3 separate regions of the Mus musculus genome follow, and all the other regions are linked to region 1. A link is a contact called in public promoter capture Hi-C data. All regions are on one chromosome and are shown on one strand. Each heading gives the region's core, a stretch centred on a gene start, on an enhancer-like site or on the middle of the called end of the contact. The rest is flanking DNA. Distances are from core to core; before and after follow the strand shown.

The links. Promoter capture Hi-C pulls out the DNA fragments that hold promoters and counts their contacts.
Region 2: a promoter capture Hi-C map of embryonic stem cells shows a contact between it and region 1, with 3 times the contacts expected there. The contact joins the promoter of Aldh1a3 here to the promoter of Lrrc28 in region 1. A contact is called at or near these places in 11 of 39 promoter capture datasets (the 3T3-L1 cell line, 3T3-L1-derived adipocytes, the C10 cell line and 7 more), 5 of 484 Hi-C or Micro-C datasets (the G1E-ER4 cell line, the N1E-115 cell line, cerebellar granule neurons and 2 more), 4 of 115 datasets of contacts at active chromatin or transcription factors (astrocytes, embryonic limb bud, embryonic stem cells and 1 more) and 2 of 9 other capture datasets (adipose tissue and liver).
Region 3: a promoter capture Hi-C map of the HPC-7 cell line shows a contact between it and region 1, with 6 times the contacts expected there. The contact joins the enhancer-like site here to the promoter of Lrrc28 in region 1. A contact is called at or near these places in 12 of 39 promoter capture datasets (the 3T3-L1 cell line, the C10 cell line, the HPC-7 cell line and 7 more), 1 of 15 datasets of contacts at CTCF or cohesin (large pre-B cells), 4 of 484 Hi-C or Micro-C datasets (the G1E-ER4 cell line, cerebellar granule neurons, pre-B cells and 1 more), 5 of 115 datasets of contacts at active chromatin or transcription factors (astrocytes, embryonic forebrain, embryonic stem cells and 1 more) and 2 of 9 other capture datasets (adipose tissue and embryonic stem cells).

Annotation. Positions count from the first base shown.
Region 1 is chr7:67,643,872-67,646,566 of GRCm38.p6, reverse strand. It overlaps Lrrc28 (leucine rich repeat containing 28), which reads left to right and starts at 1,331. Exons shown (of 10, transcript NM_175124.5): 1 at 1,331-1,389. It also overlaps a transcript of Ttc23 not described here.
Region 2 is chr7:66,426,178-66,428,872 of GRCm38.p6, reverse strand. Aldh1a3 (aldehyde dehydrogenase family 1, subfamily A3) reads left to right here and starts at 1,396. Exons shown (of 13, transcript NM_053080.3): 1 at 1,396-1,559. The coding sequence starts at 1,461. It overlaps Gm33515 (a long non-coding RNA gene), which reads right to left and starts at 226. Exons shown (of 3, transcript XR_391552.2): 1 at 137-226.
Region 3 is chr7:66,449,274-66,451,968 of GRCm38.p6, reverse strand. No RefSeq gene overlaps it. Among named protein-coding and RNA genes, the nearest start is that of Gm33515, 22 kb to the right of the region's middle. Within about 2 kb of position 1,383, at least 96 of the 459 cell types and tissues checked have an H3K27ac peak or open chromatin away from gene starts, as enhancers often do. A contact at or near this core is called in the G1E-ER4 cell line, the HPC-7 cell line, adipose tissue and 1 more, where this site is marked.

The DNA of each region.
Region 1 (2,695 bases), core at 82-2,581:
TCAATTTTTTTTAAAGGACAAAGAATAAGGTTTTCTGTTTGTTTTTAAAAAGATGTATTTATTTTATGTATGTGCATACACTGTCTCTCTCTTCAGACAACCCAGAAGAAGGCATCCGAGTCCATCAGATTAATTAGATGGTTGCGAGACACCATGTGGTTGCTGGAAATTGAACTGAGGACCTCTGAAAGAGGAGTCAGTGCTCTTAACCCCTGGGCCATCTCTCCAACCCCCAAAGGGTAAGTCCTAATGGGGGGCGGGGGATGGATTTGAGACACCTCATGTACATAATGGGTTTCGTCAAACAATAGAGTTAAGTCTTAGAGGAAATTTTAAAGATCGAAAGTTGTTGCATCTCTGTGCACTGCATTTAAAAAAATGTTCACTTTTCTTCCCTGGTACTGGGGCTTGACCTGAGTGCCTCTACTGAGCTACGCACCTGCACCCTTTCTTTTTGAAATACTTGTGATTGGTTTCACCTACAGCCTCAGCCTTAGAGTAGCAGAGGCTTGCTGCATCAGAACAATCGGGTTTTTAGTCTTAAGGTATTCATCGACCGTCTACTTAGCCATACAGGAACTGCCAGGTTATTTCACCAAATTGTGATTGTCCTCAGTTATTTCTCACACTAGGGCCTGTTTCTTTTTAAATTTTTATTTACGAGGCAGTGCCTTCACGTAGCTGAGGCTGGCCTTTACTCCTGTCTCCACTTTCAGATCACTGGGATTCAGGCGTGCAGCACCATGCCTGCGCCACGCTTGTCTAAAGGTAGACACCACCTTCGGCAGCGATCAGTGAGCGTTCGGAGACATTAAATCCGGTGCTTAAGTTCTGCTTGTTGACTCCATTGACTTGCGTTACCTAAGCCCGACGGCTTCTGTTTAAGTCAGACTGGCGGTGGAACAGTAGCCGGAATGGCTGATCGAACAGATGCAAGGCTACACAGGGCGATGCCAGGGATTTAATCGCTCGACGTCGAGTTTGACTGTTGGCAGCGGAATGAATGTGTGACTAAAAGAACTGACTGGAGACGCTGAGGCTGGCGCCATCTAAACAACCCACCTAAACGCTAACGCAGTACACCCACTTTCTGAACACCCAGCTCCAAGCCGGAGCCGGAAGCCAGGACGCTAGAGGAAGTCGCGCTCTCAGCCAATAAGCGTCTGGTTCTGAAAATGACTCTCTCATCCCGCCTATTGTAGGACAGCGAGAACTGAGGCGAACTATCGCGAGGTTTCGTTGCCCTGGCCCCCTTCTTCCCCGAACCCTACTCCAGTTAGCCAGGCCCGCCTCTCCGCAGGCTCCGCCCCGTAGCCCCGCCCTCCCTGTGTTTTTAGACTGCCTACCAGCGCAGCCTGAGCCGCTGAGTGCCGGTCAGCGGGCGCCGAGGTGAGTGTCCGGTCTCCAGGCTCACAGGTCGAAGCCGCTGGCTCGACTCCCCGTGGGGACGCTTCATCCCCGTCGCCACAGAAGCGCCTGGGCCTCTGGGAGAGGAACAGTGGGTTGTCCGGCCTTGGATCCCCACCGCTGCCGTGTCCTCCATGGCCCCTGGTACCAGAGTATCCCGGTATCATCATCTGAGTCCCTGCCCCTGGGCTCCCTGCTTCCGAATTCTTACGACCTTTAGACTCGAACTAACTCGGGCAAAACCAAGACGTCTGGTAGTTTTTCTCCTGGAGAAAACAGCCTTTTACAGATGTTTGTAGTATGCAGTTTGTCTCTGATCTCCAGTGTTAGAGAGCCGGCTTGTGTATTCCGTCAAATTAAGTACTGGGAAGTCAGTTATGGGCTACTCTTTAAAATACCTGTACTTAAAATGGGGATATACTTGAGAGATTATTGTGTTTCTCCTGAGAAGACTGGTGTTGGACTTTCAGAAAACTGAAGGAGCAAATGTATCTAGTCAATACCCGTTACATTATTTACAGTAACCGTGGGCAGGGGGTGACGTTTTGAAAGGGCCAGGAGAACTTAAAAAGGCTGTATTGCCAGTGAGTGCATATTGGGAAGCCAAGAGTACGTTCATCTTTGGAAGCTTTTGGATTTCATTTGCATACACGTAATTTCCGAGTTTGTACGAAGATGCATTTCAGCAGAGCCTAATGATGCTTTTGAAGTAACCGGTGCCAGGTGGAACATTCAGAGAGAGCCATCTGGCTACAGGGAGTGAAGATTTTGAATATGGTTTTTTAGTTTGCAAAAGGGAAACTTTCTTGTGTGTAATCTTTGGCTGTTTTATAAGAATGACACAATGGCTACATTTTATAATTGTAAAAGGCTGCGTTATAGGAAAGGTGGTGCCCAGACTTTGGAGTTAGGACCACCTGCATTTCGGTTGTAGCAAAGTACCTCATCTGTAAAGTGGATTAATGTCTGCTGTGCTGCTTGGCTGTGAAGAATAAGATATTTATGACAGCGAGTTTAAATTGTCTGTGAGTGATCTCAATGGGTAGATTAAAAAAAATCAACCTTGGAACAGTTACTCTGATTTCATCCACTTATTAGCTGTTTGAAAGCTAAAAGTATTTTAGAAACTGTATTATGCAGGCATGCAGAAATGAAGAAACTAACATTCCTCTGGATTTAGGGTTTTACAGACTCTCATCTAAATTGTCCGTAAACAGGTGTGCATATCTATCTAGATCTATAGACATATAATATAAAACAAATAGTAAAAACTGAACAACTGGCTTGC
Region 2 (2,695 bases), core at 147-2,646, 1.2 Mb after region 1:
ACATGTCCAGGGAGCCCAGAAAGAGCAGGAAAGATGGAGGAAGAATGTTGGTGACCCTAGTGTCAAAGGAAGATTCTCAGAAGCCTGTCAGTCCTTGCTCATTTGGGGGCCCACAGCCCCCCATCCCCACTCTCACCTGCATGCTCAATCCTTAATAGCAGGAGATTGTCTGAGAGGGCACAGCTCAAATAGGGCCTTCTGAAGGTTTACTGCTTATTCCACTATCCAGAAGGATTCCTAGTGACAAGACAGTGAGGAAGGACATGGGGAACAGAAATGGAGGCTGAGTCCTTAGAACAGGCAGAGGGAGGTACCTTACACAGAAGCACATGGCCAAATCTCTCTAAGGACTAAACCCCCTCCTCTGTGGGGAGTTCAAGCCTCACCCCCTGATGCAGCCACCCTACACGTGGGTGAGACACTTCTCCGGGTTTCGGATGAAGCTTAAGTCTTAAGTCCTGGGCTGAAAGAAGCGTTTCCTAAACGAGTTGGACATGCCTTTCCCACAGCCCCTCTTGGCAGTTCTGAGCAACATAAACATTAAGAGCTTTTAGTCTGAAAGCAACTAGCTGCAAAGATCTCATGTTTTGTTTTGGGGATTTTTTTTCCATTTTTTTAAAACGGAAGTTTAATTTGTGCGTTTGAAAAATTAAAATAATTGCCTCCCTAGGGTTGTGCGTACTTATATGAAGGTCACAGGACCATCAGCCGCAAAACTCCATAAGGCTGCGCATAAGAGCTGTCGCTTAGCCTGCTGTCGTGGGTGTGACGGAAGTTTCCTGCCAGCCAGGCTCAGAGTAGACCTCCTCCGCTGGCGGCCCTAGCTTGGGAAGGATGGAGCGCAGGCTTCTGGCAGTTGGACCCCAAATTGAGGCAGCCACGGGTGGTGACCACAAGACGTCTAGATCCTGGGAGGCACAACGCAGGGTCCCGGAGAGAGCGCTCACTCCCGCCGAAGTTTTGGAGAGCCGCTGCGGTGGTCCGGGGACCGCAGGTGCCTCTGACAAAATCTCGAGATTGCCCAGAGAGAGGCCTGTTACTGCGATCGCTACGAGCCGGCTCCCTGCCCTGACGGATGTCCGACCCTTGGGAATTCCCGGCCTTGGTGCCCCCGGCCCCCAAGTTCGCAGAAGGGCAGCCTACTAGGCTGCGGAAGCCCGCGGTGTGGCCGCCCAGCGATGCGCAGACAGAGCTCTCTGGCCGCAGCCTAGGTCGGTCTGGGACCGTCCCGCTCCCGGAGGGGCAGGGACAACAGGAGGGGTAGCAGCGGCGGCCGGGTCCCCTCCTCCTCTCCCGCGCCCGCCCTCCCTTCCTCCGTCCTGCAGCCAATTAGGCGGCCCCCTTGGGCGGGAGGCGTGGGGCGCTGCATAAAGGCGCGGAGCTGTCACCCAGAGCAGGCTGCGCACCGCCCAGGCCAAGCTGGTGCGTCGGGGACACGGACCGGAGAGTGCGAACCAGTTATGGCTACCACCAACGGGGCTGTGGAAAACGGACAGCCGGATGGGAAACCGCCTGCCTTGCCGCGCCCCATCCGCAACTTGGAGGTCAAGTTCACCAAGGTGAGGAGGGTGCGCTGTCGACTCGACGGCCTGGGACTCCTGCGCCGAGCAGCCTGGTAGGGAGAGTGGGGACCAAGATACAACCGTGCTGGGAGTCCGCAGGGAGCTGCCCACACCTGAGCGTCTCTGGTGGGGGCCGGCTCCTTGGAAACTGCACTTTTTTGAGGGGCACCCCAGAATGGAAACCTGCACCTCTGGCTGAACGATCTAAGCCTCAAAGCCAGAAGAGGAGCAGGAGCGATGCAGTGAGTGCAGCGCCCACGGTGCGGGAGTTGCAGCCTGCAGAGCCGCCCCCACCCCCACCCCCAGTGTCCGGGCCACCGCCCACTTTGAGTGCTGGTGCTTTTGGTGAATGGGCATAGGGCGACTTCTTGGTAGAGGGCTTTCTGGGCTGAAGGACCTGGGTTAGGGGGCGGGGGAGGGGGGCTAGAGATACCTGAGCACTCCAGGATGAGTTTGAGGCACACCAGGAACTGCAACTTGGAAGTAAGTCTTCCTGGGCAATGAGAGAAGGGTCTAGTACCCCGTCCGTCCTTCCGTCCGTCCTGTCCATTGTGTTCAGTCTGATCCCAGCTTACCAGGAGAGCAGGGGAGGAAAGATGGACGTCATTGAGGAGTACTCCTCAAGGCCTCTCGATCTGGGCCCAGGGAAGGAGCTGCGGGTTGAACAAGACCATAGGCAGGCCTGGTGGTGTTTGCCCTTTCCTGGGAGGCTGGAACTAGCATAGTGGTGAGCTCACCTGCCCAGAGCTTCAGGGACAATGATGTCTGGGAGCAGAGAAGGCTCAGAGAGGAAGAACAAGTCTAAATTCAGAGATGCGCTGCTCTGACTGCTAGGTGTACTGGCGGGCGTCTGAGGGACCACAGCGCTCCATCGGCTTCAGGTCTGGAAACCTCAACCCCTCTTATTTTCCTGTCTTGTCCACCGAGCTCAACTCCAGCTGACACGATGCTAAGAAGCCGCCTTCATGGGTTTTTATTTTCAAAAGTAGCAATTATCCCTCTTGAATAATTTTAATCAAAAGGTGAAAGTGGCAGGTCGCTATGTGTGGGCTTCAGATTCTGATATGTTGGTACTTAGTCCCCCTGAAGTCGGCCGTGCCGACATATAAATTGCATGACATTTACATGAACTG
Region 3 (2,695 bases), core at 134-2,633, 1.2 Mb after region 1:
TGAAGCAGGGAGTGGACAAAGGAGAAGCTGCTGTACAGCCATGGAGAAGGACCATGCTGATACAATGCACTGTGGTACAGCACTTAGGGCACAGAAGGGAGGATCAAGGGCTCAGAGACAGCAGGTCTGGAGTCTTCCCTCCCATCCCAGCAGTCTCCCACTCTCTAGAGCAGTTATCTGATAAGACTGTATGTCAGCTGTGTGAGAGGCAGCTACTCCGTGCGTTCGGGATCAGCTCAGGCTTGAGGACACTTCTCTTGGAAGCAGAGAAGCCCAGCGTCCTGTCTGTGTTTCGGAACATTCACGTTCCGGAAGAAAGCTTTGTCTCCATTCTTCTGAGGACTCACCGAAAGGGAACAAGCCAAGGGTTCAGCAGTGAACCTTAGAGATAAGAGTCAAAGCTGGGTGGAAAGCTCAGGGCGATGTGTAACCAACCATGACCGTGGCCTGCCTTTATGAAAGGCCAGCAGGACAAGCAGGCAGCATTCCAAGATAGATTTGGCTTCAATCACAATATAACTTTTTGAAGATAATACCCCAGTTTTGCTTATGTTAGTCTTAATATAACCTTAGGCCATTGCTGGAAAGGACCTTCAGGCTGCATGGTATCTGAATGGAAGTGGGTAGTATTCTGTCCACATCATCAACTTAGGCCCTCTCTCTCACCACTCTCTCAGACCTTCAAGTGTCCAACAGTGCCCTGGATGGAGCCAGACACAAGCAGGTGTTGAGACAGCCACAGAGCAAGGCCTGAATAATTATTTTTCCAGCAAGTTCTGAAGATTCCTGAACAGACAACTTAAAAAGAGATATCATAATGACAGCCATTTGCCTATATAATGAGAGATTTGATATAGCCAATAAAATGCCCAGTTTTGAACATGCATCTAAACCTGTTTATAAGCACATAGGCTTTTCCCTATGCCAGCTGACAAACAGACAAACTAGAATGCGTCCTTGTGCTAATTTTAATATTATTCATCACATGTGGAGACTGAAAATAAATCAAGGGCTGGGATACAGCTCAGGGGTAGCTACATCTTGCCAAGCATAAGCAAAGCCTGGCCTCCCAACACAAATCAATCAAGTAATGAATAGCCAACCAGTTGGTTCTCACACAATCTTCCATGGTTATTTGGGAGAACAAAGCCATAAATATGTTAGCCAGAAACGTAGGAAGAGCACTCCTACTGAACTATGACTACTATTAAGAGTTTTAAAAGATTTTAGTGAGTATAAATACACAATACACCTTAAGAGGGACCGAAATCCAAGCCGCTTTTGAGGCTTGTATCCTTCACTCCCGTGTCCCAGCACCCACGCCTGGCTCACCATTTGAAAGTGCATTGCTTGCTTCTGAACTAGGGCGAAGGGTGCTGCCTGCAGAGCACTCCCTAAAATGATGTGGGGGGGAGGGGAGGGGCTGCCCATTCATCATTTCCTGTGTGGTGTCAGATTTCACTCGGCAAGTGCGTTTTCATTCATTTAAGCTGATCTCTCTGGCAAGAGGCATTTCAGCCGCTTCATCCCACCCTAAAGCAAGTTTAATTTCCTTGATTAAAAAAAAGTATACCCGTGTACAGCATGTCTCATGAGGCCAGAGAGGGACATTAATGAAGAGTTTTCCCTTTGAAATAAAATATACAGATTTAGTTTCCCAGTGTTTCTGCCCCCCCCCCCCCCCCCCCCGCTCTCTTAGTTTTCATGTCATATCCGATATCACAGAGCCTGGCAGCAGAGGGAAGGGACGCCTGGCAGCAGCGCTTCTCATGGGGGCGTTCTCTGGGCTTGTGGGCGTGGCATAGATGTTATAGGAACAATGAGAAACCAGGAAGGGATCCACTTTTTACCCATCCTGATGGAAGAAATGCTGTCTGGGGTAGAAGTGGAGGTGGGGAGGGCGAGGGTAAAAGATTATTATCAAAAGCATCAGAAAAAGAAAACATTTCTGGCTCTTGAAGTTTACTGCCATTCAATGACCTCTCTCACAAAGCTTTTTACCTAGAACATTCGCACCAGCTACAAACGCTCGTGAAGAAACAGCGGTTCTATTGACTAGGACTCGAGGCAAAACTAGAAGAAAGGCATGTTTTGTATGTATCCGTATATTTATGTCTTTCAGGGGATCATGTACGCTGATTATTATTATTTTTACCACGATGTGCAGAAATTGCTCAAACTGATATATAATTAGACATTTAAAAATATAAACTATCCTTATTTAAAGCTCAGACCCACACGTTTATTTTTATTTATCCAGAAGACTGAAACAACATTTTTTTTTAAGTTTCTTTTCTTGGGCTTCTTGTTCAAATATATAATTAGGCAGTTTTTGAACATACCTAATAACTGAGAGGTGACTGAGGGAGATCTTTCCAAAACTTAAAATATAAATAAATAAATAAATAAATAAATAAATGAATAAATGAATAAATGAATAATAAAATAAAAACTGGTTAGAAGCTGTTCTCACCACCTTTCACCTAGGTCAGGAGCTTAGCTATTCACTTCCTGAAGCCAGACTGTAATGAGAACTCCATGCCGGGATATTTGAGAGCTGAAACTGCTGCTGTTCAGACCTCAGTGCGGGGGAAGGGGCAGGGATCCCTCCTCCGAGAGAGAAGGTTCTAGAACGGAATGCCACCTCCCCCAAAACTACTTCTTCCTGGAAAGACTCAAAATCCAGGACGAATGT